Linked DNA regions of Callithrix jacchus: region 2 is linked to region 1. Evidence: chromatin contacts called from public Hi-C data. All regions are on one chromosome and are shown on one strand. Each heading gives the region's core, a stretch centred on a gene start, on an enhancer-like site or on the middle of the called end of the contact. The rest is flanking DNA. Distances are from core to core; before and after follow the strand shown. Region 1 overlaps SLX9 (SLX9 ribosome biogenesis factor). Region 2 overlaps ADARB1 (adenosine deaminase RNA specific B1).

What was found. A called contact is a pair of places that touch in the nucleus more often than the background predicts.
Region 2: a Hi-C map of skeletal muscle shows a contact between it and region 1, with 4 times the contacts expected there. The contact joins two enhancer-like sites. A contact is called at or near these places in 2 of 3 Hi-C or Micro-C datasets (both in skeletal muscle).

What each region holds. Positions count from the first base shown.
Region 1 is chr21:50,616,879-50,619,578 of calJac240_pri, reverse strand. The region is part of intron 2 of SLX9 (SLX9 ribosome biogenesis factor); the gene reads right to left. Among named protein-coding and RNA genes, the nearest start is that of SLX9, 20 kb to the right of the region's middle. Within about 2 kb of position 1,423, at least 9 of the 16 cell types and tissues checked have an H3K27ac peak or open chromatin away from gene starts, as enhancers often do. A contact at or near this core is called in skeletal muscle, where this site is marked.
Region 2 is chr21:50,791,622-50,794,321 of calJac240_pri, reverse strand. All of the region lies in intron 2 of ADARB1 (adenosine deaminase RNA specific B1), which reads right to left. Among named protein-coding and RNA genes, the nearest start is that of ADARB1, 59 kb to the right of the region's middle. Within about 2 kb of position 1,446, at least 2 of the 16 cell types and tissues checked have an H3K27ac peak or open chromatin away from gene starts, as enhancers often do. A contact at or near this core is called in skeletal muscle, where this site is marked.

The sequences.
Region 1 (2,700 bases), core at 174-2,673:
TTTTAAAATGAATTATCCACTTTCAGGTATTCTCTTACAAGCAACAGAAAATATACTAAGACAGATGGGACTGTATGGCTTTCGGTGTGAAGTGAGTTTAGGACATGTATCCAGAGACTACTGTCACCTCCTAGAAAGTCTTGTAACCCCAGGGAAAGAGGCTGCCTCTCAGGGAGCCCCAGAAAGTGAATCCACAGGTGCCCCTTGTGCTTGGTCCCCTCAGAGCCCAGGCCCCTGCCCGGCAGGTGGGGAAAGGAGCCTCATTTGCTCGGGGGACGGGTGGGGGTAGGGCAAGCCTGCAGGGCTGTGCAGGTGGGGACAGATGGAGAGGGCACTCACTGGGTGCTGTATCTCTGACTCCAGTTTCCTCTGAAACAGAGTGGACTCACGGACACCCCCAATTCCTCGGTCTTAACTGATTTCCTGAGACAGTTCAGCCTCAGACGCGTTCTCCCCAGAACACATCCATACAAGACGTGTCTCCCGATTTCTCTTTAATGCAGACCTTCCTGTCTGCATTAAAGAGAAATCCAGCAAACCCACCGTGTCCAACAAACCCACCGTGTCTAAGGAAAAACAAAGCAGAAGCAGCTCTGCCTGGAGAAGGGCAGTCACTGTGCTTGGCGTCACAGACTTCACGTCAGGAGCTGGTGTGGAGCCTCCCAGGGCTCCCGCGGGATTTAACCCCCTCCCACAGCTTCCTGATGAGCCCGGGCTGACCTACTTTCCGTCGCAGCATCCCCGACCTCTGGCTCCAAACACAAAGGGGAGGGGCTCACGCTGCAGCTTTCTATGGTCTTCAAATAGTTTCAAAAGAAAAATGAATCTAAGACCAGTGGAAACTGACCCGAACAGTGACCTGTCTTGCGTCGGAATGAAGAAAACGAGGCCCGGGCGCAGGCCCGGTCAGGAACGCAGCACAGTGACCCTTCCCGGCTCTGGCCCCAGGGAGCTCCCTGGCCCCATTGCCATGACACCAAGAAAACAGGAACCAAACATGCCGCTTCCTGCAGGAGGAGAGGGCTTGGAATGCTGAAGCCGGGGCAGAGACTGCCTGGAACTGCTGGCGGTGGCCCCACGGCCCCCTGCTCCCGCCACTTTCTGGGCCCAAGGCGCCCTCGGTGAAATGCCCTGGCACAGGTTCATGCCTGCTCCCACTTCCCGCCTCTGGATGGCCTGATGGGTTCACTGAGACAGAATTGGTGCCACAGGCTATAGAGGGTGCTCGCCCTGCGTGCCCTGCTCCTCTCAACCCCGCAGGCCCAGGGCACCCCACCCTGTGATGGGAACAGTGGGAAGTCAGCTGGAGCTGCTCCGGTTTCTAAGTTGACAAGGCACACAGCCAAGACAGTCCACCACAGCTCTCCCGGGTGCTGCGGAAGCGCAGGGAGCAGGAGATGCCCCATGGGTGCAGCAGAAATGCCAGCTTGGAGGAGGGCTGGGCTGGGAGTGCAGACACCAGGCCTCAAGTGAGGGTGTCTGGAGCCGCCCCTGTCCTGGGCCTTACCCCAAACCCAGATCCCAGCAGTGCCAGCACTACAGTCCCAGTGGCTATGGGGAGGGGAAGGTCACCAACCATGTCTGACTAGTGACGAAGGGACGGCAGCAACGGCCACACCTGAGGCAGGTGGCCCCAGCCTGAGCTCACACAGGGGCCTGAAGTCCAACTGGGCATCAGGAATAGCAAGCCCAAACTGATGGTAAAAACACAACCTCACATGCTTGGCCAGCTGGTCGAGCTGACGCTGCAAAGTCAGAAGGGCGGAGGTGGCTGTGAGCTCGGCATTCCCCGTTGGGCACAGAGAGGCTTCTTGCCCCGTGCCCTGTGCCCTGTCCGCTTTACCCCAGGCCACCTGCTGCACGGGCAGCTCAGACATCGCCATTCCTTCTGGCTGCTCAGTCCACAGCTCAAAAGCGTCAGGGAGGACCGCTAAGTTCCCATTAAACTGAACCTCACAGAACCCCAGACAGGGGCTGAGACAGGAAATCCCTCATTTCCCTCCAAGACAGAGCCCAGGCCTCCCCATGGGGGAATATGCCGTGACTGCCATCCACTCCTCACACTTGCAGAACGCTCCGGGCCACCCATTGCTACTGGCAGTGAACAGGCTTAGAGGGTGAAAGACGAGGCCTCGGGGTATGGGCGGCTCCTGCGATCTCCAGCCTGGGGCCAGCCAGTGGTCCCCAGGGTGCTCTCGGCTGCCACAGCACCTATACCTGAGCTGGACTGCAAGATGCAGGGCAGATGCATGATGGAGATGAAGACAAGGAGGATGAGGAGAAGCCGTGCCCTTGCCTGAGCCTCAGGAGTCCAGGATGCAGCTGCCACAGAGCCGGCCTGCAGAGAGGCGCCAAGCTCACACGCACCGTGTGGGGACCTCCCTGGGAGGCACATGAGGAGGACTCCAGAGCTGTTCCAGGAACAGCCAACCCTTGACCCTGAAAGACCCCACCTCGGCCCTGCCCTCAGGAGTGACCAGAAACCAGCCCTGAGCCGACTGGTCACAGAGCACTGGGGGTGGCTTTGCTCTCTGGAGCACCGGCTGGCCGGGCAGAAACCTGCAGCTTGGGCTGAATGGCCCCGCAAAGAGAGAGGGATGGGTGACACTTAGGTACAGGCTGCCTAAAAACCCATGACAGGAAAAGCGCAGGTGAGACGCTGCCGCCCGGGAGCCAGGGCATGCGCTCTGCAGCTGCAAT
Region 2 (2,700 bases), core at 197-2,696, 170 kb before region 1:
GGTGCTGAGAAGATGCAGACAGCTGGCAGTCGTTGTCACTCTGGTAGGCCACTAAGCACACAGTGTAGACGCCTCTGCTGAGGAACAGGGAGGAGGGCTCTTCCTGCCCTGTGAGTTTGGATGGAAACAAAGCATTTTGGGATCTAGAAATCCTACCCAGCACATAGCCTTCCTTGAGACCTTCCAATTCCAGAGTCGGCCGAATTGGCAACCCAGACGAGGCCCCACCAGCAAGCGAGCCCCTTAGAGCAGGTTTGTCCATTTCTACAAACCATATATGGTCTCTGTTGCAGATTCTTCCTGTTTTGTTTTATAACTCCTTAAAAATGTAAAAACCCTTCTTAGCTTTCAGGTTGCAGAATCTGCTCACAGGCCATAGCCTGCCAGTCCTTGCCCAGGAGATCCACCTGGGAATCTGCAGAGGCGGCTCTGCCCACGTGGCAGGGGACTCACCCTGCTGTCAGCAGTAGCCAGGGGTGTGGTACTGGGTGCCCCTGACTTCGACTGCCGTCAACCACTGACCTGAATGGCAAGGCGTCTTCATCCTCAGGATCTTCATCATGGGCCTGGCCTTAGGAGGTCCTCAATGCTCACTGGATAAACAAGCATGAGCTCACTGCCATTTCAATCTCATCTTTTGTTTAAAAAAAAAAAAATCTATGCAAGTCTTTTGCCCCAAATTCCACCGTACTGCCTTGTCCACAAGGATCTGTAGGATTCTTCACGTACTGTGGACCCTGAACACTAAGCCAGGCCTCTGTCAGGCACATGCCTCTGCCGGGCGCACACACCCATGTCAGACACATACACCCCTGCCAGGTGCGCACACCCATGTCAGACACATACACCCGTCAGGCTCACGCATCCTTGCCGGGTGCACATACCCATGTCAGACACACACACACCCTGGTTGCACATACCTCTGTTGGGTACACACACCCCGGGCACACATACCTATGTGAGACACACTCACTCCTGTCAGGTGCACACACCACTGTTGGGCACACACCTCTTTCAGGTACACACAGGTGTGACAAATTCTTTTCTCAGTCAGTGCAGCGTTAGCATCCTGCTCCTGGGGTACACACCTGTACACTCCCCTGCCCTTGCAGGTGGGAGGAATTGTGAATATAATGGGATAAAGCGTTACATAAGGCAAAGATGAAGGGATGTCACAGATGCAATTAAGGCATCTCATCAGGTGACTGAGTTCATCAAAAGGGAGATTTTCCTGAGTGGGTCTGGCCTGATCAGGTAAAGCCCTGAAAGACAGGAGAAGTCAGTGAGGAAAGGAAGAGGGGAGACCCTTGCCTATACATCTTGAGAGGCAAACTGCCATGCTGTGGAGAGGGCCACAGGGCAGGGGCTATGGGCAGTCTCCAGGAGTCAAGCCCCATAGGCCTATGGCCACAAGGAACTGAGCTCTGCCAATAGCCAGTGGGCTTGTTAGAGGACCCTCAGAGTCAGATGCGACGGCAGTCCCTGCACGACAGAAAATGAATGCACAGGCACCTTCACTACTGACACTACAAGGAACAGAATCGGGCTCAGGCTGCTGAACAGAACCTGACACCCCTTCGACAACTGTCCGACTCCACCAGGGAAATGAACTGGGCTCCCAGGGGTTTTGAGCCGAGAAGCACATGACTATGACAAGCCAGCAGACAGGAAGTAAGACTTGAGGAGCTGGCAGGGAAATGCTGGTTGTGGCTTTGGAATATTGCTGGTATTCTCTTTCATGCTGTATTTACCAATGTGCGCACAAGGAAGCCCCTTCTCTTTCTCTTCATCTCTCTCTAGCCGTAAATCCAGTAGACTGCTTTTGGAGCTGAAATGGAACACTGCTCCTGAACGTTGAGAATTCAGGAACACTCACACTAAGATGCTTTACTCCTCCTGACAATGTAGTTTATTGCATAGGTTCAGTAAGAATTTGTCCTCCTTTTACTCGGATATAACTGGGCAAAAAAAAAAAAAAACGTGCCACCCACCCCACATCTGGATTGTCACATCTGAAAATGAATCTCACATCTCCTAAGCCATCCACAGGAAGGAGCCATGCCCAGTGGAGCCAATGTCCCCCAGCCCTCACAAGGGAGCAGACCTGGCCCCTATTCTGTACCTTATGGGGGCTCAGAAAATTGTGAGGGCCTCAAGTTAAAGACGTTCATAAACATTTTAAAGACTCTGGGCAAAACCTGGTGTGGAAACATTTCTTTGGTCTGGCTTCATAGTTCCAGAGTAGAACAACAAATAAAAGCAATCTTAAAACTCTCTGGAATGACAGAGGCTACTGGAAAAGCCATCTTTATTCCCCACAGAGCTTCGGACAGAAATGAATGCTCTGACCTGGCCAGCTGCTCTCCCTCCGCTGACCTTACAGGGGGATGCCACGTGCCTGAGCGCCCTTGAGCTGATGCAAATCAGTCAGGCCCAACACCACACAGATAGCTTCCTGGTGCAGGGGCTTGTGCGAAAAGCACATTCTGAGAGACTTCTTGTTCTTAGCCAAATTTTGACTTTATGTCAGTAATCTTCTGGAATATTTAGGTACTAAGGCATCACCTTTGCTCCATCAGTTATTTTAGTCAATAAATTACTTTGAAGGAAGAAAAATGTCAAGTTTTTGTCACAATATCTGAGGATCCAGAATTAGTGCCCTTAGATAACGTGCTTCATTCAAAGGCCCTGAACGGATTG